Regions from separate parts of the Mus musculus genome. Here regions 2, 3 and 4 are each linked to region 1. The links are chromatin contacts, called in public ChIA-PET and HiChIP or PLAC-seq maps. All regions are on one chromosome and are shown on one strand. Each heading gives the region's core, a stretch centred on a gene start, on an enhancer-like site or on the middle of the called end of the contact. The rest is flanking DNA. Distances are from core to core; before and after follow the strand shown. Region 1 holds the start of Esyt2 (extended synaptotagmin-like protein 2). Region 2 overlaps Ncapg2 (non-SMC condensin II complex, subunit G2). Region 3 overlaps Vipr2 (vasoactive intestinal peptide receptor 2). Region 4 overlaps Ncapg2 (non-SMC condensin II complex, subunit G2).

Region 1 (2,862 bases), core at 291-2,790:
TTGTGCAACATTTATCTTAAAATATGCACTATTTCCTTCTATCTGAAACTATGACACTAACTCTTTGCTAAGAAAGACAGTGAAGAGAAAAAGATGATAATGCCTTCTCCAATAGGTTCAAATACTCAATAAGTAAAAAGCAATTTTAGGAAAAAATAATCAATACCATAACTTATCATTACTGTTAACACTTTCAAAATCTCCCTCTATATATGTTAGATCCTGGATATTAAATGATCATATCAAAGTGCCTAGTCTTCCCTCTGGTATTTTAAACAATGAAACAAACATTTCAATTCTTCTAACATAAGCTTTTCAGGAACACTTCAATCGTGTTAGACACAACTAAGAAATGAATGAGTCTTCCTGATTTTTTTAATTAACTTCTCCCCATATTGGCTGTCACTACTTTTTAAATCAGAAAGGAGAATCTGGACGGTTCCAGGCCTGCAGCGCCATGCTTGCAAAAGGTTTACAGAATCGCTCTGGACAACTGAGATCTCATCGCCCACCAAGTGTGCTTCTGGGCGGTAGTCACTGCCAGCATGAGAGGAGGAAGAGGCCCAGCAACTAACAATGACCAGTTCTGCCAAGTTAGGAAGTATTCACTACCTGCGCACTTTGCTAGCGATGGGCGAGGAGGACTGAAAGCCAGGAAGAGGACTGAGAGCGGACACTCTCGGAGCAGATAATGACCAGGACACCTCGCCCAGGATGAGGGTGGGGACAGCAATAAGGACACCTGACTTAGGTGGGGGAGGCGGTGCGCTGACACAAGTGAGACTCGGACGCAGACCGTCGCTCAGAGCCGGGGTGGGCCACAGTGGCCAGAACTCCCGAGGAAAGCAGGTGGGCAGAGTGCTGACAGCAGACAGCAGTTTACAGCAGGAGAGGCAGACAGCAGTAAGGTCGCACACCTGACTCGGTCCGGGATCCTGGTTGTGCGGATCCCGGATCGGACGGAGATTCGGAACAAGCGGTGGCTGACACTTCACTCGGGCTGGGGCTTGAGTTCCCCACCCGTCACTGAGAAGGGGAGAAGGGTGGTGCGGACCTGACTCCGCTCAGGTCTGGGGGGGCAACACTCACCCAGGCGGGCAGGTCGCAGGCGCGCACTCCCAGGCGCACAGCTTGCTCCTCGTCCTCCAACAGCGCCAGCGCGCGGCACAGGCGGCTGGCCTTGAGGCCGCGGCTCCGGCGGCACCAGGCGAGCAGCCCGAGCGCCAGCAGCACCCAACTGAAGCTCAGCCCCAGGTAGCCCAGGGCGTACACCGGCAGCAGCAGCGCGAAGCTGCGCGCCAGCTGCCCCAGCAGCCCCGGCAAGTCCACACTCAGAGCGCTGCCCGGGGCCTCGGGCTCGGAGCGGCCCCCAGCCCGGCCAGGACCGGCCTCCGGCCCCTCGCCCCCCGCGCTACTCATCTCCAGCCGCGCTGAGCACTCCTCCCTGCCGAGGCGGGCGCGGCTCTCCCACGGACCGCAGGTCGCTCTAGCCCGCGCGCCAGCGCCCCACTGAGGGGGACCGCGGGCTCCACCGCTCCACTCCTCAAACGGGCGGGACTTGCCGTCATCACAGTGCGCAGGGCCCTCCCCCACCGAGGCCTCTCCCAGAGAGGGGCTTGCTCGGGCTGAGTGCGTGGTTTGGTGACGCAATCAGCATGCGCCCGACTCTTCCTCACTGGGATCCACTGTTCAGAGACAGCCGACCCTGAAAGAATCTAGGGCGGGGCGACGTGTCAGTCGCCAACCGGATCCCGCTCCCTCGTCCGCGCCCTCAGGAAAGATCCCCCGGCGGCGAATGGTCTGTGCCTGGTGTCATCGCGCGGTCGGACCCGCCTCTGCGCTGGGGTTGCTGTGCTGCTACTCTCCGGTCGTTACACCAAGAAGGGGCTGCAGGCGAAGCCATCACGCCAGGCAGGCCCCGCCCCTAACCTGTGAGGGCGGTTCGGTCTGCGCCCTCGGAGGGTGGGCGCCGCGCCAGGGGGACACACCCGGACTTGGCTCGCAGGGACGGCCGGAGAGGGAGGTGTGGCTTCCGCGGGTGTTGGAAGGGAGCAATGGCCCTGACTAGTGGGAAGGCTAGCGGGCTGAGTCCTTTCCAGCTTAGCGGAGAGCTCGGCGTTCGTCAGCCAACCTCTTGCCTGTCCTAGCTCCCTGGCGGAGAACTTGAACTTGCAGGTTCCTAGGGTGAGAGGATGGCTCCTGGGCCTGCCTCTGTGGAATGAGAACTTTGCGCCTGCTGCAGTAAAATTTACCTTGAGGCCTTACTGTGTGGTGGCGCCTCTGGGTCTAGTACTCCTTCAGGTCTGACTTCCCAAACAAAATGGCCCCAGTGAGCTTAGGAAAGCACAGTTGTCATGAAGATTTAAAAAAAAAAAAAAAAAAAAAAAAGGCAGCCAGGGTCCACCACCCCCTACCCCCGTCAAGGCCAAACTCTTAGGGGACATCTGAGGGGACATATGTGAAGCTTGCAAAAAAGAAAAAGGAAAAAAGGGAAGTAAGGAAAGGGAAGAGAAGAGAAAAAAAGACATCTGCTTTAAAGTTTGCTAAAGAGGAGCTGGAGAGATGGCCCAGCACCTGAGAACCCAATTCCTGAGTCAATTCCCAAAATCCACATCTGGCTGTTCACATGCACCTGTATCTAAAGCTCCATGGGATCTAATACCTCTGGTCTTCACAATCGCCTGTACACACACACACACACACACACACACACACAGAGGCATAATTTTTAAGAAAATTTTCCAGGAGGATAATTCCACGACTATGATTGTGGAATGTTGCAGATTCAGAGCCAAGTTATCCTGGGTCATACTTTGTTCCATTAGTAGCCATTCATTGCCCATCTCTTGTGTCTGATTTTAT
Region 2 (2,700 bases), core at 178-2,677, 150 kb before region 1:
AATATTTCAGTATGGAATGAGCTTGTGAGACTCCACTCCTAGCTGAGGAGTTATTGGAAGTTAATAGCAGCTGGGCGAAAAGTCATCTTTCTTGTCCATAATCTGGTAAATAAAGTGGCATCCATATATATGCAAGCAATCAAACTTAATTAAACTCAGGAGATAAAAAAATTGTTTAAAGACTTAAAAGTCAAGCCGGGCGTGGTGGTGCACGCCTTTAATCCCAGCACTCAGGAGGCAGAGGCAGGCGGATTTCTGAGTTCAAGGCCAGCCTGGTCTACAGAGTGAGTTCCAGGACAGCCAGGGCTACACAGAGAAACCCTGTCTCAAAAAAAAAAACAAAAAAAAGTCATGTTGGGGAAAAAATGGCTCAGAGAGCACGAGAGGGAATAAGAAAGGAGAACAGGAGCAGTGCATAGCATCAAAATAAAGGAAGTAAATGAAATCACCAGAGTACATTTTAAGTATATATATATATCTCCTCATGCCAAGGTAAGGGTCACTACAACCTTCCCGCTGTATATACAAGGCAGAACTTCTCCTAAAGATGAAACCTGTCACCATAAGCTTACTTATAAGAATGGTCCAGACTTACCTTGAATACCTTCAGGTACTCTGGAAGCACAGCTGCAAACTTGTTAATGGTATAAATTTTAGCCTCTTTATTATTTTCCAGGCTTCTATGGATGTTCTTCCAGAGGATCACAATGATTTCTAGTAAGCCTGCCATGGACGCAGTGTCGTTCACTGACAATGTTTTATCTAGTACCTAAGACATAAAAAATGCGACTGTGAAAGAATCTAGTAACAAGTATTAAAAGTCCTAAAGCACAGCTCAGAATTACAGACACAAAACAATATAAATAATGTAATATCAACTTCTATGGTACAATAAAACTTTCTTCATTACCTTAGAACCTAACTAGACTAGGAATGTAGATTTATTTCCAAATTTCACCCAAGAAATTAACTGTAAATTAACTCTATTTTTTTAAATGAAAGTCTATATGAACTACGACTTTTGTAAAATCAGAAACTAGTACTCTTTGCCACACCCCATGCAAATGGGATTACAGTACAAGATCTTTGTAAGCATGGCTGTACAACTTTGGCCTACCCAGTAGGCACTGACTGCTAGACACTTTTTTCCTAAGCCCAGTAAGATATAACTCATAGCTGGAAAGTAGTTAATGGTAGCCAACCATCACTAAAATCATAGGTCTCTTAGCTTTATTGAAAACCAAACCTGTTTATACTTTCCTATTATGCTGGTAGTTCACAATGATCCCATAGCAGAAAGTTCAGTGTAAACTAGATGTGCATAACAAAGCCCCTGTCTCAGAGCTGGTGACGTGACCTAGCTTGTGACTGGCCTATCCATGACTGGCCCGTGGAGACACAGACACACAGATGATGGAAGTAACTTCCTCATGTTGAGATGAGGAGGATGACTCAGCTCAGTTCTCACAATTCAGCTGTGAGTACAAAACTGATCCTGATTAATAAGAATACAAAGAAGCAAACATACTTTCTCCCTAGTAGTTGTGTCAGCATGCACTAAATGCTATGAAATGTAGTAAGGCCAATCAGACTGATAAAGCAATCTGCTGGTGGCTTGGATACTACCAGAAGCATAATGTGACAAACTGATCAAAAGTTTTCCTTCTGCCTTGACCTTACCTTTTCTGTGTTCTAACTCTGAACAGAAAACCTCCTTAATAGAATACACGTACATTTATACTGAGCATTACACCCTGTGAACAGCCTAAGAAATAGAAGTCATTTATTTATTTTAAAGTAAACCACAGAAGCTCAATATTTTAGCACAGCAGACTCATTAAAATTTATGAAACCAACTCTTCTCCTTTGAGAATAACACTTGAATAATGTACTAGGTTCTTAAGTAATGGTTCCTTATTTTATTTTAGCATAATACCAGGCTAGACTATACCAGGCCCCTAAGTAATAGTCCCAAGGTTTTATTTTAGCAAAGACTATCTCTGGACATTAATTGATGGTCATGAAAAAGTCTCTGATTGTTTGAGATAGAGTCTTTCTACATTGCCCAGCGTGTACTGGAACTAGCTATGTAGACTAAGCTATTCCATGCTATTCTTTTTTCTTTTTCTTTCTTTTCCTTTCTTATTTATTTATTTATTTATTTATTTATTTATTTATTTATACACTGTACACTATAGCTGTCTCCAGAAAACGGCATCAGATTTTGTTATGGATGGTTGTGAGCTACCATGTGGTTGCTGGGATTTGAACTCAGGACCTTTGGAAGAGCAGACCGCTGAGCCATCTCACCAGCCCCCGACCATGCTAGTCTTGAACTCACAGAGATCCATTTGCCTCTACCACCCAAGTCCTGGAATTAAATTTGTATGCCTCCGTGCCTGGCACCATGAAAAAAGTCTTTAAAAAAAAAATTCTTTAAAACCTTGGGCATAATAGTGTGTGCATATAATCCCAGCACTCAGGAAGCAATAAGGAGGAGGACTGTCACAAATTCAAAACAACCCTGGGACTTCCAGGACAGCCAGGGCTACATAGTGAGACTACCTCAAAAACAAAATATTTTAGCAATATGTATGTTCTAAATGTACTTATATTCTAATATGAGTTACAGTGTAGATGTGTATTCTGAGCCTCTGTCAACCTGGAATGAGAATTTATATAGCAAATTATATGTCTTTA
Region 3 (2,806 bases), core at 124-2,623, 140 kb after region 1:
ACACACACACACACACACCAGATTTATATCTGAGCACCTCCACATGCACACAGATGTGAACTCCACATAAAATCGACGAACAACCATATACAAATGAGCACATGCACTTACATGTACAACATGTTGTTTCTTAAGCACACATACGTGCACAGGCATGTGCACATCTACAGACACATTTTAGCTTGCTCATGAACAACCATTTACAAATGAGCACATACACATGAGTATAACATGTACTTAAGCATACTAAGCACACATATGCACACAGGCATGTGCACATCACACACACACACACACACACACACACACACACACACACACCCAGACACACACACACACACACACACACTTCTGCTCGCTCTGATGACAAGGCTCGGATTCTGTAGAGCTAAGGGAGCAGATTATGGCTGCAGGGCAGGAATTGCCAGGTATGCTGGACACATCCTCAGGCTGCCACTTATATATCTTGGGTACCTCAGACACAACTTCTTCTATGAGTAATTGTAGGCAGCATGGCCTAGAGTCAGGGCACTCAAGAGTATAGCAGCAGGCAGCTGTGTTCTAGGGCCCCAGCATCATCCATAGCAGACTCTCACACAGAATGAAATAAGGTTTATTGAAGTATATACACAGCTAAGTTCCACTCTGTGTTTGTAGATATTCCACATATAACATGTAAGGTCACATGCTGGTCATATGGTTACTACACCTCTGCTATTGGTGAGTTCCAGCAGTGGCCGCTTTATGATCAGTCCATCTCTTTACCAGGGAAAGGACCCAGCTCTGTTTAGCATTAGCACATGCTGGGCTGAGAGAATGGTGTCCCTGTACATCTGAATATTCCCTGTGCACTCAGTGACTGCTTGTGTTCACATGTTCTACATGTCTCTTCAGGGTCATGGCAGAGTCATACCCAGTTGTTGATAGGACTCTTTCAGATATGGGAGAACTGTGTGTCCTCAGAACTGCTGACTAAGCAGTGAGCTCTGTATGAAGAGAGCCATGGCTGACACCAGGGCTTGTAGCATCCACCTATCGCCACTGCCAACAGCTCTTTTCAGTGTTCCTGAGCTAAGCCATTTACTCCCTATGACTTGTTCTCTAGCCTTGTAGCCCTGGAAGGCAGCAGGGTAGTGGTGTTTTCTAAATCATCTGAGGTGCCTGCCCCATGCAGTTGCAGACAAACTGGAGGCGTTTCAAGCGTTGATGGAGGCAAAAGTCCAGGGGCAGTTCTGTGGGACAGACATTCAGGCCACATGTCAGGCCACGGGGCCTCAGCTAGTCTCTAGATACTTCTTTTCTGTACTAAAGCCCCCACGTACTGGGAGTGGGGCCCCTACTTTGGTGATTTCCTGACCCCGCCAAGACCTCTGGCTCTGGCACAATGGTTGAGATCATTTGTATTCATACTAGCTGGGGCCTACATGCCACAGAAACCACAGGAAACACATTTTGCAGCTCGTTTCCTTGGTGTGTGTGTGTGTGTGTGTGTGTGTGTGTGTGTGTGTGTGTGTGTGTGTGTGTTGGGGGGAAGTTACATAGGCTGTGCCAGAACACTAGGTACAGAACCTACAGTCCTTGCACTGGACCACGACATAGTCTTCCAGGGTCTCTGAGCACTGCAGGGAAAGGCACTCTCTGTCTTCAGCTGCTTTTCCAACCACGACAAGCATTTCCTCAGGTCTGCTTGCCCACAGTTGCAAAAACATCGGAAAAATATGGATTGTTATTGGCAAGTATCGGGTAGGAATACTTGATGCTGTTTTATACTTTGATAAAACAATTCTCTTTTTAAACAGTTTTTAAGATGGCGATTTTCTTTAACAATGCAACAGTTTTCTATTGGCTAGAGAACAAACCCTGGGCTGAATGGACAAGTCACAAGGGCCTTCATGACAACATGGGATCCAGAGCTGCTCACCACTTGTAGGAAGCAGCAGATGCTAAGTGCCTCAGGAGGATATGAGTTCCTGGTTTGGCCAATGAAACATGAATATCCTCTTTGACTTATCTTTGGTCCAGGGAATGGCAAGGGTGTGGCTGTCCAGATGTAGTTCCACAGGACACAACTCAAGGCTAGGGGGACCAGGAAGCTTCTAGGATGAGAAGGTTGCTCTCAACTGCTTTCTATGGTATGCCATAGACTGAGGAGGAATTTCAGAGACATCCATAGGCATGCGTTGGGTGTCACAGGGTGGTGATGCTCAGCTGTTTCTGGACCTGGTTCCCCCTGACAGGAGGCAGTAGGGGAACTGGAATCTTCCTCCTTGTTCTCTTCATAGGTACTAGAATCCAGTTTTGATGTTCACAGCCACCTGGCTTCCTTGCTCTCTTTGAAAGTAGAATATGGCTGAGCCATATTATGAAGAAGATGGCTTAAAGGCTAGAGTTTGACAATAATAATTGGTGTTTCAATCAAGTTACACATGAGGATCAGAGTTAAGGACCAGGGCTGAACCAATAAGGCACCAGACACTGGGGCAGCAGAGGAATCCAGCAAACATATGTCAAACCCAGCAGCACTGACAGCTCTGTACAAGGGACACAGCTAAATGACTGAAGTCTCTGACTGCAGGAAGGACTGGGTGCGGGAGCCACGGTGTATCTGTAGGGCACTTTCTGAGCCATTCCGGGACATGGACCAGCTGTGCAGCCGGTAGTCCCGGCTCCCAGCTTGGGTCAGGCACAGGCCTCGCCATCTTCTTTTCAGTTCACACTGTACCTGGGGATGAGCGTGTTAGTGAAGAGTCAGCTTGAAATGCAGGAACTCGTGAATCCTCCAAAGCAGCACGTAGCGTGTATTCAA
Region 4 (2,700 bases), core at 172-2,671, 180 kb before region 1:
TGTGTGATGTCAAATCCTCAGCCTGATCTGGTACCTTTCCTCTTTCCCACCTGCTGAGGCCACCCTCCATCGCCAGTGTAGTCAGTCATACCTGAGCTCTCTAAGGCTACTCAACCCTACTTGCCAGAGTCTTTGCTAGGGAAAGGATGTTGAGGGGGTAATACAGGCTATAGAATTCTAGCATTGCCCTACAGCCCAGCAGATTCTTCCACCATGGTGCTAGTGCCATGGTTCCTCCTATCATTTTTAAGCATTTTTAACGAAGGACATGAACTCATTATTGCCTATGTATGGCTGCATATTATGTCACTTTTAAACAAGATCCTTTTTCTCTTTTGTATCATTAACCCATCATTTATACAGGACCAGGGCAACCCTTTAACTCTTGAGTTCTTTGCTTACTCTTCAATAGTCAATACAGGAAAAGGCCGATGCCTCTGCCATCGACCTGCAGAGGGAAAACAGAGGCAACTGGGCACGTGTATCCACTGAGCAATACTTCACTGTGGCTTGAGAAACAACAATCATTTCTAGGTGGCAACTCACTCCTGGTCCAGGCCTTCCTCAATTCACTTCCACTTTGGTTGGCTTTTGGGCCTTTGTGTTTTGTTTTTGTTTTTTTCTTAATGCCTGCTCTGTCCCTGACTATGCATAGTACACAGCAACACTCAAACAAGAAATCTTCTCTGAACTGAGAATGCCTTTTGTAGAAGGAGGCTGTTGCCCTTAGAGTAAGGCTAAAATGTAAAAGTCACAGCTCAGATGTAAGAGTTGAGCTGAGCCCAAGTGCAATGGAGTAAGCAAGACACTTCATATCAGTGTATATATTACAACTGTTCAACAGAGGGCAATAAAATATTTTGATGAAGTGATTCTTTTTGTCTTTTGAAGAAAGGTCCTGTGTGGGCTAATGATAGCCCTGCTGAAAGGCCAAAGAGAAATCTGTTCCAGGAGAATTTCACAACAAATAATAAATAATGGGTAAGTCACAGGCCAAGGAACGTAAGAGCTGCCCATGCCACAGTTCCTACAAGCTTTGCCAGCTCTTCTGGAGAGAGTGGTGAGCTGCTTGCCAGTCTTTCTCTCACATGACTTTCATCACTCTCCATCTCTGCAAGCTGGTTAAAGGCACAGGGTACAGTAGAGCACCAGTGTTGTACTGGTCTCCATCTTTGGGCACCGTCAGACCTGGGTGTGGTCCTTAGGACTCCGGGCTTAGTCTGATGAAAAAAAAAAAAGCAATATACAAAAGACACACATTTTCACTTTCATGAGTCTTTTCTCTATTTCTACACACCCAGTGTTTTTGACGGTGGTTTTGTCATGGATTCAGAAATTCTCCCAAAGTTCTCATTGATGACTCATATAGGAATCTGAAAGAAATAGAGAAGACACAGATTCAGTTCCCCTCAAATGCAGAGTTTACACATGGTCTGCAGCAGACACATTTGAAAACAGCCTGTGCCCTACACAGAGCACAAGTTTCACAGCCGTAAAGGTAAACAGGCTCAGCACCCAACGCAGAGCCCATACCCTGAGACCCTGGTGATCACATCCAGGCACAGGCTCAGTAGCACCCACTCACTGGCAGCGTCCAGCCAGAGGGTACTTCTCTTAGTACTGCCCTTTTCTGAACTCTACTCTCACTAGCTCCATAGCACACAGAAGCACAATGTGGCTCGTCCTACCCAGCATTCAGTCCTGACCATTTACTGTATATGAGGAAACAAGAAAAATTAAAGCAATCATCCACCTTCACCACCATACTCAACTACTATGGCCACCGCTTCTCTGCCCCCAGTCAAGGGAGGACTGCCTGAATACCCAGCCCAGTGACAGGAACATTGAGGCAGTCTCTCCCCTGTCTTTCAGGGGTCCACTCCAATTTAAGTAACATGGTTGGACAGCTCCTACATAAATTACTGCAGGGTGCCACTGCAGACTTACACATACCTATTTACAAAGTGCAAGGTTCTGTGACATTCCATTGCTGTATATAATTACAAGGACAAGCCACATGTGGCAAGAACATGTTTTCCCACAGAGGCACATAAAGGAGAGTTTAAACATTTAATTGAATAACACTAGCAAGCAATAATAAGTAATGTAAGTAAGTAAACTCACTCCTATCTGCTACACTTGGGAGAAGCACAAAAACACATTACAAGAACAACTTAAAGAAACTGAGGTCATAAGACTCTTGTCTTGGTTTTCTTGGGAGTTTTCTCACAAGCACTCAGAATCCTCACATGACTCCACTCTTGAACCATGTTCTGACACTTCAGTATGGAGATAATTTTCTAAATACAACACCAAAACTCACAGTTGGATTTTGATAAAACTAAAATTCTCTGTTTTTCCAACATGGACCTAAGGTCAACTAGGGGTAGGGGTTGGGGGACACTAATGTAACAAGAGAATAATAAAGGCATAAACCACCAACTAGGTGAAAATATTTGTAAAACATATAAGGAGGTGGTACTAAAAGTATACAAAGATCCTTTCAAATCAAGTAAAGAAAACAATCGACCTAATTAAAATCTGAGCTGAAGATCCTTTTTTCTCTTCATTTTTAATTTTATGTGTATGGGTGTTTTGGCTGCACGAATTTCTAGCATAACATGCAAGTAGTGCTTGCAGAGCCTCGATGAGGGTTGTAAGATTCCTTGGGACTAGAATTACAGGTAGTTGTAAGCTGAC

Evidence for each region. ChIA-PET counts read pairs in DNA pulled down with a chosen protein or histone mark. HiChIP or PLAC-seq counts read pairs in DNA pulled down with a chosen protein or histone mark.
Region 2: an H3K4me3 HiChIP or PLAC-seq map of bone marrow-derived macrophages shows a contact between it and region 1, with 4 times the contacts expected there. The contact joins the enhancer-like site here to the promoter of Esyt2 in region 1. A contact is called at or near these places in 10 of 39 promoter capture datasets (3T3-L1-derived adipocytes, the C10 cell line, the HPC-7 cell line and 7 more), 1 of 15 datasets of contacts at CTCF or cohesin (the NIH/3T3 cell line), 3 of 484 Hi-C or Micro-C datasets (the C10 cell line, bone marrow-derived macrophages and embryonic stem cells), 7 of 115 datasets of contacts at active chromatin or transcription factors (the 230-238 cell line, CD8 T cells, the SCID.adh cell line and 4 more) and 3 of 9 other capture datasets (adipose tissue, liver and pancreatic islet).
Region 3: a contact with region 1 is called in an RNA polymerase II ChIA-PET map of memory CD8 T cells, with 99 read pairs. The contact joins the enhancer-like site here to the promoter of Esyt2 in region 1. A contact is called at or near these places in 1 of 39 promoter capture datasets (the HPC-7 cell line), 4 of 115 datasets of contacts at active chromatin or transcription factors (the HPC-7 cell line, bone marrow-derived dendritic cells, effector CD8 T cells and 1 more) and 3 of 9 other capture datasets (adipose tissue, liver and pancreatic islet).
Region 4: an H3K4me3 HiChIP or PLAC-seq map of bone marrow-derived macrophages shows a contact between it and region 1, with 4 times the contacts expected there. The contact joins the enhancer-like site here to the promoter of Esyt2 in region 1. A contact is called at or near these places in 11 of 39 promoter capture datasets (the 3T3-L1 cell line, 3T3-L1-derived adipocytes, the C10 cell line and 8 more), 1 of 15 datasets of contacts at CTCF or cohesin (the NIH/3T3 cell line), 1 of 484 Hi-C or Micro-C datasets (embryonic stem cells), 9 of 115 datasets of contacts at active chromatin or transcription factors (the 230-238 cell line, the SCID.adh cell line, bone marrow-derived macrophages and 5 more) and 4 of 9 other capture datasets (adipose tissue, liver, macrophages and 1 more).

What each region holds. Positions count from the first base shown.
Region 1 is chr12:116,279,900-116,282,761 of GRCm38.p6, reverse strand. Esyt2 (extended synaptotagmin-like protein 2) reads right to left here and starts at 1,540. Exons shown (of 22, transcript NM_028731.5): 1 at 1,090-1,540. The coding sequence starts at 1,419.
Region 2 is chr12:116,432,653-116,435,352 of GRCm38.p6, reverse strand. It overlaps Ncapg2 (non-SMC condensin II complex, subunit G2), which reads right to left. Exons shown (of 29, transcript NM_133762.4): 17 at 596-769. Among named protein-coding and RNA genes, the nearest start is that of Ncapg2, 29 kb to the right of the region's middle. Within about 2 kb of position 1,427, at least 17 of the 459 cell types and tissues checked have an H3K27ac peak or open chromatin away from gene starts, as enhancers often do. A contact at or near this core is called in the HPC-7 cell line and bone marrow-derived macrophages, where this site is marked.
Region 3 is chr12:116,144,053-116,146,858 of GRCm38.p6, reverse strand. It overlaps Vipr2 (vasoactive intestinal peptide receptor 2), which reads right to left. Exons shown (of 13, transcript NM_009511.2): 13 at 598-2,722. The coding sequence ends at 2,549. Among named protein-coding and RNA genes, the nearest start is that of Gm23732, 28 kb to the left of the region's middle. Within about 2 kb of position 1,373, at least 78 of the 459 cell types and tissues checked have an H3K27ac peak or open chromatin away from gene starts, as enhancers often do. A contact at or near this core is called in the HPC-7 cell line, effector CD8 T cells and memory CD8 T cells, where this site is marked.
Region 4 is chr12:116,459,237-116,461,936 of GRCm38.p6, reverse strand. It overlaps Ncapg2 (non-SMC condensin II complex, subunit G2), which reads right to left. Exons shown (of 29, transcript NM_133762.4): 29 at 1-1,373. The coding sequence ends at 1,322. Among named protein-coding and RNA genes, the nearest start is that of Gm25112, 16 kb to the left of the region's middle. Within about 2 kb of position 1,421, at least 29 of the 459 cell types and tissues checked have an H3K27ac peak or open chromatin away from gene starts, as enhancers often do. A contact at or near this core is called in adipose tissue and bone marrow-derived macrophages, where this site is marked.